Linked DNA regions of Mus musculus: regions 1, 2, 3, 5, 6 and 7 are each linked to region 4. The links are chromatin contacts, called in public HiChIP or PLAC-seq and promoter capture Hi-C maps. All regions are on one chromosome and are shown on one strand. The core of a region is the stretch at or near the end of the contact, and the rest is flanking DNA. Distances in the headings are between cores, read along the strand shown. Region 1 holds the start of Tsc1 (TSC complex subunit 1). Region 2 holds the start of Gpsm1 (G-protein signalling modulator 1 (AGS3-like, C. elegans)). Region 3 holds the start of Gtf3c5 (general transcription factor IIIC, polypeptide 5). Region 4 holds the start of Brd3os (bromodomain containing 3, opposite strand). Region 5 holds the start of Dnlz (DNL-type zinc finger). Region 6 holds the start of Gfi1b (growth factor independent 1B). Region 7 has its middle 15 kb from the start of Ralgds.

Region 1 (2,718 bases), core at 168-2,667, 1.2 Mb after region 4:
ACACAAAATACTTATTTGTTAATAATTTCCCTGGCTTATCCAACGTGCAATGCACACGACTTGAAAGACTACAATTTGGGGGTGAGTGTACACAAACTCAATTATCTTAAGGACAAGGAGAGCCTCCTGGATGTATGCTTAGGAGAGAAGTCCTAGTTCCCAAGAAGGCCAGGCGAGGGCGCCATCTCCTCGAACTGGAGTTATAGGTAGTTGGGAGCTGCTGCCATTTGGGTTCTGGGAACCTAACCCTGGTCCTCTGTAAGAGCAACAAATGCTCTTAACGGCAAGGCCATTTCTCTAGCTTCCGCTTATCATCTTTCACTGGGTCTTATTATATAAGTTTAAGTATAATAAAACCCCAAACTCCAACCCAAACCAAAAAACAACAAAATACAGCAACAACAAACCAAAACAAAAAATACACAATGCCAGGTGGTGGTGGTGGTTGTGGCGGCGGCTGCTGGGGCAGCTGCGGCGGTGAACACCTTTAAAGCTAGCACCTTTAAAGCTAGGCAGAGGCAGAAGACTCTCTTGACTTCCAGGCCAGCCTGGGCTACAGAGCAAGTTCCAGGATGGGCAAAGCATAAAGAGAAACTTTGTCTTGGAAAACCTTAATAAATACATAATTAATTAAAAAAATAATACAAATAAGGAAAATAACAGCAAATGAAAACTATATACATTCTGATATCCCTCTAAAAAGCTTTGCACCACAGCCGGCAAGGTTTGAAAAGACTTGACACCTTGTCATGGCATGCAAGTAAATCAAGGTATTCTGACTTTACAACATAAACTGCATCCTCTGACTAAGGCTGGCCTCTACATGTCACTCCACAGACTCTTCTGCAAAGGAAAAAGTGGTGGTGGGGGAAAGCCCCATCCTTTTTGCTGCAATTGACAGGCTGTCCATCCAAGGGGATCCCAGAGGCTCATTTGGAAATAGGAACGCCTACAGGGAGACCCCAAAGGTGGCAGGTGTGCCAAAGACAGAGGGACCTGGCTCGAAAGGGCCAGCGCTCTCCACTGAGCCTAGCCCTGCCAGCTTGTTTTTGACTGTGCTTGTTCCGAGCGCGCGCCTCCTGTCACCATCACGTGGCCGCCCCTCCCCACCCCACCCCTCGGCCGGTCTCGTGGCTCCGCCCTCTGCGCCGGGACTTCTTTCGGCCTCCTTCAGAGTCACAAGATCTCTCAGTGGGCTCCCACCTTCACGATCCTTCCGCCGTCCCCGCCTCCACATTAAAATCTCTTTCGGTTTTATTTATCTCGGCCAGCTTGTATCGTCATAAGTGGTATATCCTGTCCTGTCTGGAGAGGCTGAGACTCTGGCCATCTGGCATTAGGCTCGGAGCGTAGTAGAGACCCGAATAGGGACTCTTTTTCATAGCGGAGGCCCCCGCCGCTCGAGACGCTTCACGCCAGGGGGAGGTGCTGCGCGTCCAAGATGGCGGCGCCCTGTAGGCTGGAGGGACTGTGAGGTAAACAGCTGAGGGGGAGGAGACGGTGGGTGAGTACGGGGGGTGTTTCCCCTTCTTTTCCTTGTGGGCTTTTCGGGGCAGCTCTGGCAGCGTGACCTCACGCTGTGGGGCGCTGCGGAGCGCGTTAGCCGAGTCGGGGGTCCGGGGAAGGGGGTTCGGGGAGCTTCTTCCTCGCCCTCATCGCGCGCTGGCTCCGGCAGGGCTCGGCTTGGGCTGCTGGGGCCCCGGGGAGCTGAGGCGGGCCTGCTCCGTCCGATGGCATGGCTGGCTGCAGCTCCGGGCCCGAGGTGGCCCCGCTAACCCGCCCCCCTCGCTTGCTGCGGTGACAGGCTCCCGCGGGGGTGCGCCGCGCAGGTCAGAGACCCCGGGCCCGGCACGGGGACCCGGGGGTGGGGTCGCGGCTCGAGCCTCTACTGCAGCCGCCGGGGCTGGGGGTGGAGAATGAATGAAGGCCGCCTGTGGGCACTGGAGGCTGCCCGGCGCCCGCCGTCTCGGGGAGAGTGTGCACGGCCGAGTGCTTGGCTCTGGGTGTACTTGTGGGTGTTTAATTGATGCTGGAAGACAGTTACCTCCAAGTCGGCAGAGGTGCTCGTTAGCGACAGCTACCTGCCCAGCCACTGCTGAACGCTCATTCATTCATTTGAGGACCTGGAGGACCCACTGCCTGCGGTCCCAGACACCTTTTTTAGAACCCAAGCACTTTCTTTGTGTTGTGGGTTAGAAGAGTTTGGCTTCTCGCGTGTTGGATTTGGAATGAGAGAGACGTGGGGATGGCGTGGAGTGTGGTCGGCCAGTAATCGCAACTATCGTTTTTTTTTGTTTTTTTTTTTGTTTTTTTTTTGTTTTTTGTTTTTTGGAGAGGGGGAATAGGGGGTGCCTGTGTGACCGAGCACTATTGAAAGTGCTTGGTAGCCATCCTGTCTTTGGTTCTGGACAAAGGAGAAGCAGTCTGCAGCCTTTCTAAATGAAGAAACTGAGGCCTGGAGAGAGTGGAATAATTTGCCCAAGGTCACACCCCCCTATTCTGAGACAGCACTGGAATTGAAGTCCGACTGGTTCCATTTGTCTGTTATTTGATTAAAGGTGGCCTATTATTAAGTGAGTGTAGTTAATCATTTGGCCAAGGTAGGGATATGTGTGTGTGTGTGTGTGTGTGTGTGTGTGTGTGTGGTGAGAGATTTTGAACAGGGTGCATTTGGTTTGTATGTCTTAAGCTTTTGTTTCTTACAGCACGGTGTATTTG
Region 2 (2,814 bases), core at 74-2,573, 1.1 Mb before region 4:
TCCTAAAACCAAGGCCTGGGAATCTAAGCCCAGTCTGACACCAAGTGGGTCATAGCAGCCTCCATGTGTATGTTGTATCCTTTGAAGGCAACCAGGAAGCGCCTGCATTCCAGAGCCAGGGTCTGCTAGGGACCAGGCCCGAGACTTCAGCAAACGTGGGTGGTGCCTGGCCAGCCATAACACACACTCTGCCTTAGCCAAGAGAGAGCAAGCCCTGGCTCCTGTGGTCTTAGGGGGAGGTGTGGGGACAGCAGCAAGCTTGCGCCTCGCCCCAGGCACAGATGGTTCTCATTGCTCGCTCCTGCTCCTTCCTAGGAAAACAAACTAGCTCAGGGCCAACAGCCCAGTTTTATCTTGTGTTTGTTTTTGTTGCCATTTTTCTCCGCCTGAAGCCACTGTACTGTGGGCTGCGTCTGCAGGGTCTGTCTGGGGTGACCTTGGCATGGTGTCCCTCTTCAGACCAGGGTCCAGGGGTGCAGAAAAACTGCCAAGGACACTGCCATAGTCTGCACCCTGACATGTTCCTGTTCCACTGAGGGTCACAGCTACGTTTTCAAGAAGATTTAGAGTGGCCTGGAGAGAAGAGCAGAGACCTGGGTGAGTCCCAATGGAACTGGCTGTCCAGATGGTGCCCTGTGGCTGGCTGGGGGTTGGCTGAGGTGAAGGCTCCAAGGCTACTCAAGTTGGATGAAGAAAGATCACTCCGAGGTTCAGATCCTCAGGGTCCTGGGAGAACTCAGAGGAGGGTAGGCAGATGAATGAGCAACGGCCAGCCTCCCACGTGGGCTCCTGGTGTTCTTCCAGTATGTTTTCCAAACGCTTGCATTTCACAGATGAAATTCAACATGAAATCTGGTGGTGAAAGCCCTAGGAAGGTAGAGACTTGCCTAGGGCTGGACAGCATCCTCCCACCCTGACTCCATCTAGGAAGACCTGTTTTCTCCTTAGCCCCAGGAGCATCTGCATGGCCTGTACCCCACAAGAGGTGACAGGAAAGGAACAGGATGTGTGTGTGACAGCAAACTCTCGTGTGTGTGTGTGTGTGTGTGTGTGTGTGTGTGTGTGTGTGTGTGTGTAAGAAAAAGCACTAAACTCCAGGCTTAGCAGGGCTTCCCCCCCAAAGAAAAGGAAACACAGCATTGTCCACACTAGAGCAGGACTCTCCTTGCACTGGACCTCAAAGACAGAGCCCCGCCCACCCCACGGTAGGCGGGACCGCCGCAGTGGTGGCCGGTGGGCGCCTGCCCCTCCCCACCCTCCCTCCGCCTGGCGGCGGTGACATCACAGCTCTGGCGGGAGGGGCGGCGGCACCCCAGCACATCACTTCCTCGGCGTCTCCCGCGGACGCGCGGACAGGCGGACGGACGCGCGGACAGGCGGGCAGATCGGCAGGCGGACGGCCGCAGAGCGGGGCGGTGCTCCTGCTCGGCGCGTCCCCGACTCATGGCGAGCCCGGCCCCGCCCGTGGCCGAGGAGCTCCCGGGCCCGGCCTCCAGGCGCCTCTACTCCAGGTAGTTCAAGGACCGGGATGGGAACGGGGACCTGAGCGGCAGACGCGGGCGGGAGGCTGCCGGCCCAGAACAAAGGCTGCTGCGGCGACGCGCAACGTGGCCGGGGACGCGCCTCCCTGGATCTGCGTAGGGAGCGGTGGGGGCGCGGGGCCCAGGGCCCAAAGATCAGTTTCGCGGTAGAGGGGTTGGGACTGGGTTCTGCCTGCAACCCTGTCCTGATGCCAAAAGGGCTTACGGGGCGGGCACTCCACCACCCGGCTCTGCGGGACCCTGAGTAGCATGGATGCCAGTCTTCGTTATCTGGAGTTCTCTTCTCAAGCCTGACACTGCCGTGACCCGGTGTTGGTGTAGCATGGCCACGACCCAGGCTGTCATGATGGGGCCCTGCCTTCACTAGCTATCCCCAGCCCTAGGCCAGAAGGAGCTGGGCCTGAGCCAGGCAAGTGGGTGTGTGCTTCCCTACAAAGGCATTTGCCTTCCAGGCAGGTTCACAGGTGATCGAGCGGTCTGTGCTGTGTGCCCGCCCACTGGGAATGACAGGATAGTCCTGCCCCTGGCTCCATGCCTCCCTGGTGACTCCCTTTTGATGGATGAGGGTGTTCTCCGGTGAGATGCTGATCCCAGAAGTGGACCAGAGCTGTCAGTTCACTCTGGCTTCAGGTTGAGCTGGACCGGCCTGAGTTCTGGGCAGGGGCTGTCATCAGACCTAAAGGAAGGCCCAGCATCCTTCAGTTAGCTTCTGGCCCCCACCTCGTCTAGCCCTTCCCCATATCTGGGGTCTCCCTGTTAGGGGTCAACCCTGAAGAAATCTACTCAAGTGGGGTGGTTCATCAGCTAGCCAAGCTCTGCCTAGTACCCCCAAAGAGCAAAATGAGGGCTTGGTGCCTGGCGAACAGATCCTTGCCGTCCCGTTCTAATACAGTGTTCTAATGCTGCAGCTCAGAGACAGTGTCCCCATTGTGTGGTGTTGAAGATCATGCCTGAGCCCCACACCCTCCTCCAAGTTCTAGTGCAAGGGTAAGAGGTTTGCTAGCAGCTTCTTGGAGTCCCCTGGGAGCAGAGGCTCTGTGGGGTCACATTTAACTCAGGGCCAGCCACCCCTGTGAGAAGGAGGTGTCTACTAGGCAGACTGCAACGTGTGTGTGCATGTGCGTGTGCGTGTGTGTATGTATGTGTGTGCGAGTGCTCGCATGTAAGAGAGGGAGGTGGACATTCAGAGCACAGGTCTCAAAGCTGTGTCAGTTGCTCCCAGTTCCCCCTTGAGGTGACTCACTAGGTAGAACCCTAGCCCCTGTGTAGCTCT
Region 3 (2,886 bases), core at 56-2,555, 1.1 Mb after region 4:
AACTGAAATCTGAGTGGAATTATCAACGGAAGGAGCCAGAATCTGCTTATGCTAAGATGTTCAGGGAAATCATTTCTAAAGAAACAATTCCAAGATTCCACAGAGCATCACTTTAGGTCCACTACTTGTTGTGTGGTTATGTGGCCTGTTTACTTGTAAAATGCAGATGTTGTCAGTTCCGGCCCTGGGGATTGAAAGGACTGTGGCATGTTAAAAAATAAATAAATAAAAATTAAAAAATGCCGGCCCGTGGTGGCGCACGCCTTTAATCCCAGCACTCGGGAGGCAGAGGCAGGCGGATTTCTAGTTCGAGGCCAGCCTGGTCTACAGAGTTCCAGTACAGCCAGGGCTGTAAGAGAAACCCTGTCTCAGGAAAAAAAAAAAAAAAAAGCCGGGCAGTGGTGGCACACGCCTTTAATCCCAGCACTTGGGAAGCAGAGGCAGGCGGATTTCTGAGTTCGAGGTCAGCCTGGGCTACACAGAGAAACCCTGTCTCGAAAAAACCAAGGGGGGGCGGGAGAGCACTTTGTACGTGCTAACCACATAATACAACGCCGGCGAATTGTGTCACTTTTAGTTTCAACTACAGGTGGTGGAAAAGTTCTCTTTCCTCCCGTGCCTCGGTTTTCTGCCGAGAGCAATAAGGTCAGAGCAGCTCACTGTCCTGGGATAGATGCCAAGCATGCTACTCACATTTGGGGACAGAAAGAAAATACCGCCTAGTTCACAACAGGTCCTAGAGCTTGCCTAAACTCTCCGTTGCCACGGAAACCGCTCTCCCGCCCGGTGGTCCCGCCCATTCAGTAGACACGATTCCTTTCCCGCGGTCCCGGAGTTTCCCAGCTCCTTACTCGAGAGACGCTTTCCTCGCCGCCCAGGGTCTGTAGCATCTTGGCCTCGTTACGTACTACGCCCGGGTACTCCACGCACACCAAGCGCCGTTCCCGCCGCAGGTCCACAGGGATGGCGGCCTTCGGGTCCGCATCCGGCTCCGCCGCCGCCATGCCTACTAGTCTGGTTCCAGCCCGCCGCGGTCCGTTCTCAAATGGCTCCGCGAGGCCTCACCTCAAAGGTTCCGCGAAGGAATTGTTCCGGTCCTCCTTACCTTTCTCGTCTCCTTAAATCATGGAGACTCGAAGGCCTCCAGGAAGAAGTGCGTCGCCGCAACTGTTTATTTTGCTACACCACACAGAACTGGGGGCTTTTTAATTTAAAATGAAGAGGGTTGGACAAAGGGGCGAGACGAGGGCGTATCCCACCAGCCGACCCAACCAAGACAAGCCAGGATTCGACCGGGTTTTTCCGGATATCCCGTCCAATGAGAGCTTGAAGACGTGCCCCAGGCGTCCTCTGGCCCGCCTCTCATCCCTGAGCTGGTTTTCGGCTGTCAAAGAAAAAGCAGTCCACTGAGTCCTCTTAGCCTTGCTCCTGTGTGCATGTATTTAGGGCTGAGTGCAACTGTAAATTAACAAATTGATAACTTCTTATCATCACACCTCTGTGAGTTTAATACACAAGCTTCAAAGCCTTTGTTGTCATCTTGCAGAGATGACAGTAAAATATTAGATGCACATCGCATCCCATATTAGGATGTACGCACAGCATGCTTAGCAAAATTTGCAACATAGGCTACTCACCTGTTGGTTCTGTGAGGGTCTGATTAGATAGGTAAGTCTGCTGAACTCGGTGCTTCTACCTCTGAATGAGAAGAAGTTCGGTTCCTGAACCTACAAAGCTGCTTCTAAGCTACATGGAGCCTCGGTAAACCCCTCATCCAATGTAGCAACACTCTCAATATTCAGCTGTCATCTCTTCTCCTTATGATATAAACATGATCTTAGAAAGCGATCTCACGTTGTTCCTGTTCTCAGCGGGACCCTCACCCCTCTTTCCCCCCACCACCTAGCTGTCAGCTTCTCTTCATCACTTAGGTTTATGTATAGGCTTTATCTCCCCTGGGGATCCACCATGATAACCTAAACCTAGTCTGCTGATTTCCTTGGTGCACTCGGCACTCAGACGCACACATCGGGGAGCACAGCCTTATTTGCTTAATGCTGGCCTTGCTTTACTGTGTTGGCAGCTTCCTAAAGGTAAGTATTGCTTTGCTGCGGACCTCTCAGACCTGAACACGGGGGTAGACACAGAGTATACATTCACTAAAGATGTTGTGAGCCAGTGAATGAATGAGGCGACACTTTCATGACTCATTCAATCCAGGCCTAGATCGACACGTGGCCACAGAACACTGAATCAATCTCATTCTAGAGAGGCATGTCCGTATGTGAACAGGAACCACGGAGAAGGGCAGGAGGGGAGACAAAGACAAGGACCAACCTGAGGTCCTCAGGCCAAGCTTCTGAGAGAAAGAGACTTGGTCCTGCCTGGGATCCAAGCCAGATCTGGCGCACAGACCCTCACAAACAAAAACTTACCTATCTAATCAGACCCTTCAGACTGGAAGCTGAGAAGAGCCAAAAGGATCAGGCAGCTAATGAAAGCAGTGTCCACACATTTAGCATTTAGGAAATGCAGTCTCCTGCATGCCTGGGTCTGTGGGGAGTGGATGATGAATCAGAAAGCCTGTCCTTCTAGAACTCACATTGAGTAGCAAGAACAACTAGCAAAGGAATTGGAGGCTGAGACGCTGTTCAGTGATGGAAGAGGTGCTTACTGTTCAAGGTGTTGAGTCCCATCTCTAGGCTCCCTCCCACCTACCATTACACCTAGAAAAGATAACGTTGAGGAAAAATCAAGCCCATGGCATTTACCCATCTTTCTGCATCCAGCCTCTTCAGATTCAGTTTTCCAACAGGCCCTGGCACACAAGGTGAATTTTACAAGGCTCAGAACTGGGGCGCACTAGTTTGGTGACCAACACCCCTT
Region 4 (2,760 bases), core at 32-2,531:
GGAGTGTATGCTGAATTTTCCTGGGGCTTTAGGACAATTCAAATGAGCAGTATGTGGAATGGCGGAATTTCGCAGCTACTTTTGAAATGATGCATCCCACACCACATTAAATAAATTGAAAACAAATGTGCCCATCATCTGAGTGGGATGTCAATAATAACAGCAATAGGTCTGAGAAGGAAACTGCACAAAGAAAATAAGGACTGAAGACAAAGCTTAGCCTTAGAGCACTTGCCTAACATGCCCAAGGCCGTGGCGTCAAACTCCAGACCACAAAAGCTCCAACCCAAACATAAAATTAATCCCAGCACTGTGGGAAGCAGAGGCAGGTGGATTTCTGAGTTCGAGGCCAGCCTGGTCTACAAAGTGAGTTCCAGGGCAGCCAGGGCTATACAGAGAAACTCTGTCTCGAAAAAACAAAAAAAGAAAGAAAGAAAGAGAGAGACGGAGGGAGGGAGGGAGGGAGGGAGGGAGGGAGGGAGGGAGAGAGAGAGAGAGAGAGAGAGAGAGAGAGAGAGAGAGAGAGAGAGAGAAAGAAAGAAAGAAAGAAAGAAAGAAAGAAAGAAAGAAAGAAAGAAAGAAAGAAAGAAAGAAAGAAAGAAAACCTCAGAAACCATGTTAGGATCGAGAACTGGGAAGGTGCCTAATGCTAACTCCTAATCCCTCTTCAGCATCTCCTCCAGGTTTCCTAGCCGCTCCTCACCCTCCATGCTCCTCCTTACAATGCCCCCAAGCTCTTCTCCCCAGCTCTTAGCCCCATCTCCCTCCCAGTCCTGACTCCAGAGTGTCTTCCCCAGGCTCCTTTTCTATCCTGGCTTCTCCCTTTGTGTTTACCACCCCCTCCACTCTGCAATGCCCACTCTGCTTCCCCCAAACGCCTCTTCTTCCTCTGCCTCTTCAGGCTCCTCCTCTCAATCCTCATCCTCTCCTCCCTAGCTCTGTCTTCTCCTAGCATTCCTTTCATGCTCCCCCCTCCAGAGCCTCCCCATCTCCTAGATTCTTCCCCCACTACACACTCCCAAATTTCTCGGGATCCTCCTCTCTCTCCACTCTCTCCTTATCCTGGATCTCGCTCTGCCTCTTTCTCCGGCTCCTCCTCTCTTCAAGCTCCTCCCCTCTCCCTTTTCTCTGGATCTCCTCCTCCCCCTATTCTCTCCGCCCCCTAACCTAAGTTCTCTCCAAGCTCCCCCTCCCACTCCAGTCCTTCCCCTTTCCTTCCCCACCGCCCTCTGGACGCTCCTCCTCTCCCTCTAGGTCTTTGGCCCCGCCCACAGAATGATCGATGTGTCCGTCTGCAGGCTGGTCCTCGGTGCTCGGCTCGCCACGCCTGCGACGCTGCCATGGAGACGTAGCCGCGGCCTCCTGGCTCTGCCCGGGACCTGGATCCCTTGCGTCAGCAGGCCCACGCGTGTCCGCGAGCGCCGGTGGCAAAGTCTGCTTCGCTGGAGCATCCGGGCAAGCGGTGACTTTGCTGGCCGCTGGGGCGTAGGGCTCGCATCCTTCCTCCTTCCAGTAGCTCTCTACTCCATAGCTGAGGACCGCTTCTCTCACCAGCGGAGAGGAGACCCTGGGACCGCCAACCGTCTGTGGGTTATTAAGGGACCTGCGATTGTCCATCCGCCTCATCCTTCCGCTCAGCTCAGCTCAGCAAGCTGCATCCGTGAGTAACCTCGCTTGAACACTCTGGCCCATAGAGGCTGCTCCTGGTGGTGAGGCCCATGCTGGGCCTGTCCCCGACTCCCCTCCCCTTCCGACAGTTTCTTCCCTTTGTAGTGTCACCCTTGGTAAGAGTGGAAGACTGGCTAGAAGAAAGGACCTGAACCAACGCTTAGTCCACATCCCCATTGTGTTTTGAGCGGGGTGGACAGGCCAGCCCCTGCTGCAGACACCCTGGATACATCTCTTTGAGCTCAGCAGTATTGCAGCGGCAGTGGACACCTGATAAGCTTCCCAGGAGTGGTGTGGAGTCACTGTCAACACTAGAGCACTTTGTCTGGAATGGCTCTCACGTGGCTCCTGAATGGTCAGAGATGTGTCTTGGATTCTCCTGCCCTCCTGAGGATCTTGCCTATGGAAGGTCTAAGTTACCTACTTTCACTATTAAGTTGAACAAGGACTCCCAAACCCAACAGCCATCAAGGTTGTTGGCCAACTAGTTACAAAGCACAGCAGCCGGCTGTTCCTGGCCTAGGAGGAAAGCCAGGTGTGCAGGACGCTGGGCCTGTGGGATGAGTGGGCGAGTCCCGCTGGCAGAAAAGGCCCTGTCAGAATCCTATGCCCGCCTCCGGTACAGGGATACGTCCTTGCTCATTTGGCAACAAGAGCAGCAGAAGTTGGAGTCTGTACCACCTAGTACATACCTGAGCAGAAGCCGCAGCATGTGGTACTCCCAGTATGGAAATGAGGCCATCTTAGTTCGAGACAAAAACCAGCTTGGGGTCTCTAGGGACACTGGCCAGTCTAAGTTTTGCTCAATCATGTAATTCCAGGGAGAAGACCCTTGATGGCCATGAAGATCAAGCCGTGGTATAAAAACGCAACACCCAAGAATGTCATCCAACACTTTATTAGGGGCACAACAGGTACCTAGATGCTCCTCTCACTGCCCAAGCCCAGGAAATGCTTCCAAACAAAAGGGAAGCAAGAGAGACACACACCCCGACCCTCACCTGCTGTGAGCTGCTGCCTGATATAGAATGGATCAGGTCCAGGGTAAGGAGGTGACTCTTCTTGCAGGGTCCCAGATCTGTCAGCTCACTG
Region 5 (2,700 bases), core at 101-2,600, 1.1 Mb before region 4:
GGCCCTGCCTCTCACCAGGTAACACCCATCCCTGCATTTCAGTCTTGTCCCTACATATCAGAGCTGAGATTTCTCTGCAGTCCAGGTCTAAGAGGCGAACCCTAGAGACCCAAGGCCTGCACACTTATCACAGGCTATCTCCTCTGTGGCTCTGCCCTTACTCCTGCCACTGATCCCTCCTCATAGAACATTAAGAAGGCATCAGGCACAGCCTCCAAACTGACTCCTGGCCCTCCCCACTGCTCTCCCAAAAGTGGGAACACCACTGAAGGCTGCCCCAGTCCATAATCTGACACATACCCTTCCATCTGCCCTGAGTTGGCAGAGGACAAAAAGCCTCCACTAGAGATTGATAAGGCCCCTGGCGAGATCAGAGGTCAGGCAGTGACAGAGGTAGAGCCATAGAACTAGTTTGCCATATTTGGGGCCATTCATGGTTCATCTGAAGTTCAAATTCAACTGCTTCCAGGTCCACGTGGAAGCTGGGCTGTCCAGGTAGAGAGATCCAGGCAATGGATCCAGGCTCACACAGGGCCACAATCTTACTGTCTCCTACCCCTCCCAGCTGGCCTCACCTCTTCCCCTTCAGGTCAGAGAACCAGCTTAGGTTGTCTGCGATGATGTGGTGGTTCTGGCAACCAGGGCAAGTCACGATGACCACGCCCTGGTGATAGGCCAACTTTGAGATGCGCTTGGATGACCGAGTCCCACAGACCTAGCTGGGTTAGAGAGGTGGTCAGGCAAGGCATACACAGGAAAGTCTCTCCCAAGGTCTAACTCCATCCCGAGGGACAGCCTCAACCCTTTCTCTGATGATCCCACCTAGGCGACGGCGTCATTTCTAGACGCCTGTCTCCTGATAACCCAACCTAGAAGGCCCTGTGCCTCATTCCCACCCAGCCATTTGTAAAGACTCCGCCTCCTCCCTGGTCCGAAGGATACTTCCACGTTTCTGCCAGGACCCTACACCAACAGGAAACCAGCCAGCACCAGGTGTTGCCGACAGCGCCCACCTTGCAGGTGTAGACGAGTTGATAGTGGTCCGCTTCCACGCGCCCCAGCGCCGCCGCACGCCCTGATCCCGGCGCGGAGCTCGAGCTCCGCCAGCCCGAGGCCCAGCCCCAGGCCCAGCCCCGAAGTCTCTCCGCGGTCTTTAGGCGAGCCCCCAAATCCCAAAGCCGCCGCGGTCCGGAATCCCGGGTCCGCACACTACGAAGTAGTGTCGGCATGCGGCTCAGCGCTGTCCGCAACATCCCGCCTGCGAATCCTTAGCCACCTTTTCTTGCACCGCCCCGTGAAGCTGCGTCGACCATTTTGGTAACGGGCGCAGCGGCCGGAAGCGGCCCTCTTCGGCTTCCATCCGCCACCGGTGCACTGCTTTCTGTTGCCCCCTGGTGTCGCCCCGCTTGCATATCCAACCAACAGGCTCAGCTCGGTGATTATTTTATTTAGTTGCATTTTCTAATTCTAATACAGTAAAAAAAAAAAAAAAAAAAAAAAAACCGCAGCATCCTTTCACAATTCCACAGATGCTCAGCCTCGGCGCGGTTCGCTAGGAGCCCTCGGTGTCGGTGTTGTCGCTGCCTGTCGTATTCCCGCGATCCCCTTCTCCCTGCCGCCAGCTGTTCTGCATCTTGCGGAGCGCCCGCTTCCTGTGGGGCCCGCAGTGTGAGCAGGTAGGCACAGGTGTCCCACCCGCCAGCCGTCCTGCCCGCCGCCCCACACCTGCGGTAGTTCTCGAAGCTCTCCTTGAGGCGCCGCCGCTCCTTCTCCGGGGGCTCGCTGCTGCTGGGCCCCATGCCCTAGAGAAGGAACGGGGCCGGCAGCTGGACAACGGGGCGGGCAGCTGGACACCGTGGCCTTACCACGGCAGCCCTGGGACTCCAGCAGGTGTGGAGCATAGCTAGCTGGCCGTGGGGTCTGCTGGACTCCGAGATGACTGAGCGTGGGGTGACAACCCCTTTGTAGCCAGGTGAGTGGAAGACTTCTTTGCAGTGAACAGCAGTATGGGTGTCCTTACATTGTCCCCTCCCCTGTCCAACCACCCCACTATCCAAATGTTACATCCTACCCATACACTACCAAAGACCTTGTGATCCCCAGCTGTCCAGTGGCGTCACCCTCCTCCCCAGGATCAGCCATGTAGTAACCAGGGCTCTTGGGAACCCCAATCAGCCTTACATGGGTCAGTGAAAGATGCTCCTTGTTCAGAGCCATAAAGGGCTGCTCTGGGCTCTCCCTGTCTGCCAGTACACCTGAAAGGAAGATCTGTGCTTATGGGGGCCCCATCTGGTATGGCCACCTCCCTCTGCAAACAGCCCAACTAGCATTAGCCTAGGTCAGCCTTACGGGCTGGGACCTTTGCATGAGTCCAGTGGGGACTGCATTTCACAGAAACAGGCTGAGCCCTTGACTGCTACATCAACAGGGCTCCTACCATCAGTCACCCATACCGCCCAAGCTGACTGTCACCAAACACAAGGACAGATGGCTAGGAAAGACTCCAGGTCCCCATGATTATTTGCGAATGCATGCCCCAGTCCATGTCCCTTTTAGCTTGGCAACATTTTTGTGTCTAGTGGTTCCCATGGGTGGTGTGGGGGCAGCCTCAGTGGAGAGCTCAGGGCATCGGGGGCCTGGGTTAGTGCAAGTACACCATATTAATTAGAAGAATAATCATTCCAGGTAGCCAGAGCCAGC
Region 6 (2,932 bases), core at 374-2,873, 1.2 Mb after region 4:
ACATCCAGGGCTACACAGAGAAACCCTGTCTCGACCCCCCCCCCAAAAAAAAAAACAGAAAGGAGAGATTAAAAAAATAATGAAAGAAAAGAAGAAAGGACTGGGGATGTAGCTCAGGACACAGTGACAGAGGGTGGAGGCAGAAGGATCAGAAATTAAGTTTTTGTTTGTTCATTTGTTTGTTGTTTGGTTGATTTTTTTTTTGTTGTTGTTGTTGTTGTTTTTTTACTATGTAGTGAGAAAGGAGAGAAGGAAGGAGTCGGGACCAGAGTGTACGTCCCATGCCCATGCCGAAGAACACCACGTAACTCAAAAGCAAAAAAAAAAAAAAAAAAAAAGGTCAGTTCTATGGACTTGTTTTACCACAATGGAAACAAAACTGGGCAAACAGCCCCCACACTCCCCACGGCCGGCTGGGACTGACACCAGAAAGGATTCAATGCAAACGCCTTCAGACGGAGGAGTCTCCTGCTATTTCTGCCTGCGAGCAGGCTCTGTGCCCCGGTGAAGGGAGACCTGGGACCTGCACCCACCTTTTTGAAGTTCTGGGAATGGTGAGCACCACTGGGGCGATTCCATCAGACCTAAATCATCCAGAGCCACCCAACTCCCCGAGGGACTTTCTACAGGTTGACCCCCAAATCAAAATGTTACCCCTCTCCTGATGGAGGGCTTTGCAGACTTGGAAGAGCACAGGTGGATAGGCACAGCTCTGCCAGTACCCAGGCTGTCCAACTCCACAGCTAGGGTGACTTGGCTTTCCCCACAGTAGTCTCATAAAAATGCTGGCTTTCCCAGGACCCAGTCACAGACCACAGCATCCATCCGTGGGCATCTCTGCAATGAGCCCTGTTTTCTAAGAAAACCACAACTCAAACTCACCTTTTCCTCTAGGTGAGAAGAGCTACAGATGCTCAAGGAGCCAAGAGCCTTTGGCAGTGCCTCCCCTCCATCATCCTGTGGTCTGCCTCACCTTGTCATTTCCCTTCAGTAAATTCCCAAGGAAAGGGTGTCTGACTCCCCTCCCCGGTGCTTCCAGGAACTTTTGAGAGGGTCATCAGAGCTACCAATCCCTTCTGAGATCCTGGCACAGGGCAGCTCTAGCCCAGGGGGACACCAATTTGGGCTCCTCTGGTGCCCCTAGAAAAGTGCTCTGTGTGTGTGTGTGTGTGTGTGTGTGTGTGTGTGTGTGTGTGTGTGTGTGAAGGGGGGGATTGACTTTGTGTATCTGGGTGAAGCCTAGCCCCCTACAATGAAGTTTCACAGAATTCGCAGGAGGAAAGCTCGGTGTTTGCGCTATCTTGGGGTATCGGGACTGGTCCATGTTCCTTCCTTCTTCTCTCCCCTGGTGATGAGCACTGCATCCAGAAGAGAGACTACCACAGTATTCTTCCTCTCACCTTAAAGGGAAGCAGACACCCTCCCTGCCTTGGGCACCCAGGACGAACTTTTCAGCGGAGCCCAGCCAGCACGGGTCTGGCAGCACTCACCGTCAGGGAGCTGTCCCTCTTCTGAGTTCTGCCCGAGAGCCACGAACCTCCACACTGTCCCTGGGGACTGCTCTCGGCTCGGTCAACGTTATGAGTCTCTGCACAGACAGACACTTCTCCTTTTCGTTTCTGTGTTTCCCGCCCCCCTTCTGTTCCCCTCCCTGATTTTCAATCTGATTATTTGTGTCAAAATCTGGCGGCTGCAGCGTCAGCCAATGACCAGAGCGCGAAAGTGCAGCCACATTTGCTTATCAAAACTTCACAGAAGCTTCTAACCCACTGGAAATTTCTCCAGAAACTTTCAGTAGCATTTGGGTGAAAGAGAGTGGCTAACTTATTAAAATGTAAAAGTCTAGCATTGACTTACAGTCCCTCATCCTTGCTTTAGATTTTATTTCTTTCCCTTCCTTCTTTCCCTCCCTTCCCCCTCTTCCCCTTTTCTCTTCTTTCCCCATCCATCTTCCTTTTCTTCCCCCTCTCCTTCCTCTCCTCCTCCTCTCTCCTCTTTTTCTCCCTTCTTCCTCTTGCTTCTCCTCTCCTAGATTCCACCATCACACACTTTCTCGCTGAGGCATTAGAGGGGCCCCTGTGTTTAAAGCTCTTGGATCCTGGGCCAGTACAGATCACTCTTAACCAACAGGATTCTGTCTCCCACTGAGCTCATTCTTAAAAAAAAAAAAAAATGGAGTTTCCCCCAGACAACCACAGACCAGCAGAACCACAAATAGACAGAGTAGAAGAACAACAAAAAAAGCAAGGTAGTGAATTTGGGGGCCTTGGAACCTGTACCTGGCAAAGTTCAAGTACAGATTGAATACCCAAGTACCACGGCCGGCGTGTGCTGCCATCTAGTGGCAGCATGAGAGACAGAGAGGTCAATGGGGGCCCCTCTGGGTACCCAGGCCAGCGCAGGGCATTTCACCCCATTTGAGCAGAGCCCCATTCCCTGGTCCCCACTTTCTTTTCCCTGCTCTGCCCCTTGGCCTCCTCCCGTTTGGGGATGACTGATTTATTCCAGGAAGTTTTGCATACAGAGAGAACTCCACCAAACAGCACTGTTAGCTGATTTGCATGCTCTTGCAGCCAGGACTGGAGAGATTACATTTCCCCCATAAAGAAAACAAACACGGGACAGGAAGCCCCGATTGAAACTGCAAGTCCAATGTTCAAAGTGTAGAGAAAAGAGATGTTTCGTTTGAGGCCTTTCTGCTGAGGGGGCTAACCCTGTGGCAGCGGCCGGAGGTCACAACAGACTCCCCAAGGGGACACAGGTCCAGACTGGTGGCCACAGATAGGAGACAGCTACACCCAGCCCTTGTTCTCTCTCTCTCTCTCTCTCTCTCTCTCTCTCTTTCGAGACAGGGTTTCTCTGTGTAGCCTTGATTGTCCTGGAACTCCCTCTATAGAACAGGCTGGCCTCGAACTCAGAAATTCGCCTGCCT
Region 7 (2,822 bases), core at 186-2,685, 1.1 Mb after region 4:
GTGTGTGTGTGTGTGTGTGTGTGTGTGTGTGTGAGAGAGAGAGAGAGAGAGAGAGAGAGAGAGAGTGTGTGAGAGTGAGAGAGTGAGCCCTGACCTGACCCCATCCCAGTCTAGCCTTGTGTTGCCTGGATCTGCAGGACCCAAGGGCTTTTGGAAGGACACAGCTGAGCCTGTGAGGAGGGTTATAGGGAAGGCCAGGTTCCTTAGGATCTGGCAGAATTTCACCTGTGTAGGAAGGCTTGAAGGCCACCAATGGTAGCACCAGCAGGTGGCGCTGTAACCTCTGGTGTGGAAGTTCAGTACTGCACTGCCCTGTCCCGAGTTTCCACAAAAGCTCATCTGGTTGCCAGGAGACAAAGCAAACTGTAAACAGGTCAGGAGTCATCCTTGGTGACACACACTGAAGGAAATCAGAATGAGAGCAGGCGAGCAGCAGGGTGTTGCTGGTAACCACTGAGGAGACCTCAGCTTCTCCCCCACCCCCTCTCCCCAACACACACACCTTGGGGCCTGGACTTTGCCTCCCTCTGGCTCGTCACCAGTAAGTTGCCTTGGCCTACTGCAGTTTCCAGACAGCTCCCCTACCTATTACCACAGGCCACAAGAAGTAGTTTTAGGGAAAGGTGAGCTGCTTATACAACACATGGCTGGCAGGGACCTTAGCCTTAGCCTGTCCCAGAGGAGGCATGTCTACCCAGCATGGCCTGCTGCCAACACTGGTTGGCTGGGCATGGGGACAACCCCTGGTTGGGTAATGGCAAGCCCCAGGTGACACTCCTTTACAGACAAGCCAGGGAGGGGCCAGGCACCAGGGCTAGGGCGGAGAATGCCTTCCAGTTATACTGGGCTTCTAGTGGTCAGAGCCCTGTCAAGGCAGGAAGAGCCTGAGTTGGTGGTTAGCAGGAATGGAGATGCAAACCAAGCTAGACAGATTTTTTTCATCCCCCTGACTCTAATGAGGGCCTCAACTCTGCTTTCTGTGTTGGGTCTTGAACCTCAAGAGAATCCTCTCTTAGAGGGTCACGGGGTGGTGCACGACTGCAATCCCAGCTGAGGCAGGAGAATTATGAGTTCAAGGTCATCCTGAGGTACACTGTGAGACCTGAATCCCCTACACACACACCCCCAAACTGAGTCTTAGAGGCATAGTACTTTCTTGGATAGGTGGCTTCCTTGTAGGCAAAGGTAGGTTTGGGGAGCCTCCAGGGCCCCTTACAGGTAGCTGAGACAGCCTGAGGAGGTAGAGATGGGAAGGAATGTGGCATCTCCATAAAAATGACAAGTCCCAGAAGAAGGGAGAGTTCCCATGGCAACCTAGTACAGTTGCTTAGCAACCATAGTCCCCCAAAATACCTGCAGGAAGACTCCCGGCTAGGGGCTTTCCCACCGCCTGTGTGTGGCTCTTAGCTCTGAGTGGTTACCTCCTGTGGTTGATCCACCCACACCTCCATATAGGGCCTAGCAGCCCACAGCCCCAGGATCCTTACTGAGAGAAACCCCAGTCTACTCCCTCTTCCTATTACCCCAAGCTGCAGCTGCCTACCATCAGGCCAGTCCCTTAGCAACCAATGCCATTTTCTAGATATCCGAGTGACAATTGGACAGTGGTAGAATGTCAGAAAGATTCAGAATCAGCTGTACAGTCAATTGTAGCCTGGTGCCGGCCATTCCAGAGGGACAGGCACGATGTTTTAACAACACAAATACCCTGTAGCCCCGGACTCCCTAGTCCTGGGGCACGGCAGCATCCCAGGTGTGGCAAAGACCAAGAGTCCCCTGGAGCTCCTGGAATACAAGGCTGTGGTCTCAAACCAACTTTGAGACTAACTAGCCGGCTGACCACAGCATAATTCCTCTTGACCTGTTTCTCCATCTCTGGCTCATCTGTCCCTTTCCCTGTGTGCTCACCACTTTAAACATCAATACTGCCCCGTAAGTTATGTCACGTTTGGGGACTTGCATGGGATGTGGGAAATCGGGCCCAGGGCCTGCACGTGGCTGAGTCTGCCTGCCTCCGCTGGTAGATTCCAGGGTTTGAGGTTGAGGTAACTGGATTCCAGCACACAGTCTGGGCAGCTGGACACTGGGCTTGAGGTTTTAGTATTAAATATCCTGAAATGATTGCTAAGCCAGTCAGTGTTTTTTCGTTTGTTTGTATATTTTTTAGAACAATATCACCATGTAGATCAGGCTGGCCTTGAACTCATAGAGATCTGCCTGCCCCTACCTCCTACGTTCTGGGATAAAGGTGCATGCTACCATCCTTCAGAACCTGTCTGTGTTCTCTCTCCTTCCCCTTTCCCTTTCTCCAAGGAAATTCCCACTCCTGGCCTCCCTGCAAGGGAATAGGTAACTATAGATCCCCTTAGGTGCTGCTATGTTCATTTGTGGAGCCCAACCCTGTGCTGGAAGAAGGCTGTTCAGGGACACAGTCTAGCAAGAGGTGGCCTCTGGCTACCTCCTGGACTGGCCTTGTAGCCCTGCCCTTAGACTGGGTGCATAATTAAGGAGCTGAGGCTTCTTGCTCTTGCGGGGCTGGGTGAGAGGACTGAGTCCTCTCCCTGCTCGCCTCCTCTGAGTTGAAACCCAGAGTCTGTTCCCCTGAAGAGGGCTGAGCCGTTGCCCTTGAGCACTGCCCAAGGCCCTTTATTGCCAAAGGAGATGAGGAGAGGTGGGCCTGTGTAACCTACCTCCTCTTCTGTCTCTTCCCGGATTCCATCCTGACCCTAGAGGTGACATGTCCCAAGAGACTGGGGGTAGGTGAGATAGCCCAGTAAAGTTCAAACTGGGCCCGGCAGTGGTGGCGCATGCCTTTAATCCCA

The links. Promoter capture Hi-C pulls out the DNA fragments that hold promoters and counts their contacts. HiChIP or PLAC-seq counts read pairs in DNA pulled down with a chosen protein or histone mark.
Region 1: a promoter capture Hi-C map of hippocampal neurons shows a contact between it and region 4, with 5 times the contacts expected there. The contact joins the promoter of Tsc1 here to the promoter of Brd3os in region 4. A contact is called at or near these places in 5 of 39 promoter capture datasets (hippocampal neurons, liver, neutrophils and 2 more) and 1 of 115 datasets of contacts at active chromatin or transcription factors (astrocytes).
Region 2: a contact with region 4 is called in a promoter capture Hi-C map of hippocampal neurons, with 2.3 times the contacts expected there. The contact joins the promoter of Gpsm1 here to the promoter of Brd3os in region 4. A contact is called at or near these places in 3 of 39 promoter capture datasets (hippocampal neurons, liver and pre-B cells).
Region 3: a contact with region 4 is called in a promoter capture Hi-C map of hippocampal neurons, with 7 times the contacts expected there. The contact joins the promoter of Gtf3c5 here to the promoter of Brd3os in region 4. A contact is called at or near these places in 12 of 39 promoter capture datasets (the C10 cell line, cranial neural crest, embryonic stem cells and 7 more) and 1 of 115 datasets of contacts at active chromatin or transcription factors (astrocytes).
Region 5: a contact with region 4 is called in a promoter capture Hi-C map of pre-B cells, with 3 times the contacts expected there. The contact joins the promoter of Dnlz here to the promoter of Brd3os in region 4. A contact is called at or near these places in 5 of 39 promoter capture datasets (hematopoietic stem and progenitor cells, hippocampal neurons, liver and 1 more).
Region 6: a promoter capture Hi-C map of liver shows a contact between it and region 4, with 4 times the contacts expected there. The contact joins the promoter of Gfi1b here to the promoter of Brd3os in region 4. A contact is called at or near these places in 3 of 39 promoter capture datasets (hippocampal neurons and liver).
Region 7: a contact with region 4 is called in an H3K27ac HiChIP or PLAC-seq map of embryonic stem cells, with 4 times the contacts expected there. The contact joins the enhancer-like site here to the promoter of Brd3os in region 4. A contact is called at or near these places in 5 of 39 promoter capture datasets (embryonic stem cells, hippocampal neurons, liver and 1 more) and 4 of 115 datasets of contacts at active chromatin or transcription factors (embryonic forebrain, embryonic stem cells and forebrain).

Annotation. Positions count from the first base shown.
Region 1 is chr2:28,639,816-28,642,533 of GRCm38.p6, forward strand. It overlaps Tsc1 (TSC complex subunit 1), which reads left to right and starts at 1,418. Exons shown (of 23, transcript NM_022887.4): 1 at 1,418-1,475.
Region 2 is chr2:26,314,210-26,317,023 of GRCm38.p6, forward strand. It overlaps Gpsm1 (G-protein signalling modulator 1 (AGS3-like, C. elegans)), which reads left to right and starts at 1,324. Exons shown (of 14, transcript NM_153410.5): 1 at 1,324-1,511. The coding sequence starts at 1,444. Gm52505 (a long non-coding RNA gene) reads right to left here. Exons shown (of 2, transcript XR_003953775.1): 2 at 1,140-2,217.
Region 3 is chr2:28,581,974-28,584,859 of GRCm38.p6, forward strand. Gtf3c5 (general transcription factor IIIC, polypeptide 5) reads right to left here and starts at 1,306. Exons shown (of 12, transcript NM_148928.3): 1 at 852-1,306. The coding sequence starts at 1,004.
Region 4 is chr2:27,441,155-27,443,914 of GRCm38.p6, forward strand. It overlaps Brd3os (bromodomain containing 3, opposite strand), which reads left to right and starts at 1,282. Exons shown (of 2, transcript NM_001360791.1): 1 at 1,282-1,660; 2 at 1,774-2,760. The coding sequence starts at 2,229. The coding sequence ends at 2,483.
Region 5 is chr2:26,350,760-26,353,459 of GRCm38.p6, forward strand. Dnlz (DNL-type zinc finger) reads right to left here and starts at 1,351. Exons shown (of 3, transcript NM_026828.3): 1 at 1,014-1,351; 2 at 576-715. The coding sequence starts at 1,253. It overlaps Card9 (caspase recruitment domain family, member 9), which reads right to left. Exons shown (of 13, transcript NM_001037747.3): 11 at 2,182-2,255; 12 at 1,726-1,802; 13 at 1,428-1,652. The coding sequence ends at 1,553.
Region 6 is chr2:28,620,359-28,623,290 of GRCm38.p6, forward strand. Gfi1b (growth factor independent 1B) reads right to left here and starts at 1,624. Exons shown (of 7, transcript NM_008114.3): 1 at 1,491-1,624. It overlaps Gm52548 (a long non-coding RNA gene), which reads left to right. Exons shown (of 2, transcript XR_003954006.1): 1 at 1-554; 2 at 895-1,845.
Region 7 is chr2:28,517,071-28,519,892 of GRCm38.p6, forward strand. It overlaps a transcript of Ralgds not described here. Among named protein-coding and RNA genes, the nearest start is that of Ralgds, 15 kb to the right of the region's middle. Within about 2 kb of position 1,436, at least 227 of the 459 cell types and tissues checked have an H3K27ac peak or open chromatin away from gene starts, as enhancers often do. A contact at or near this core is called in embryonic stem cells, hippocampal neurons and liver, where this site is marked.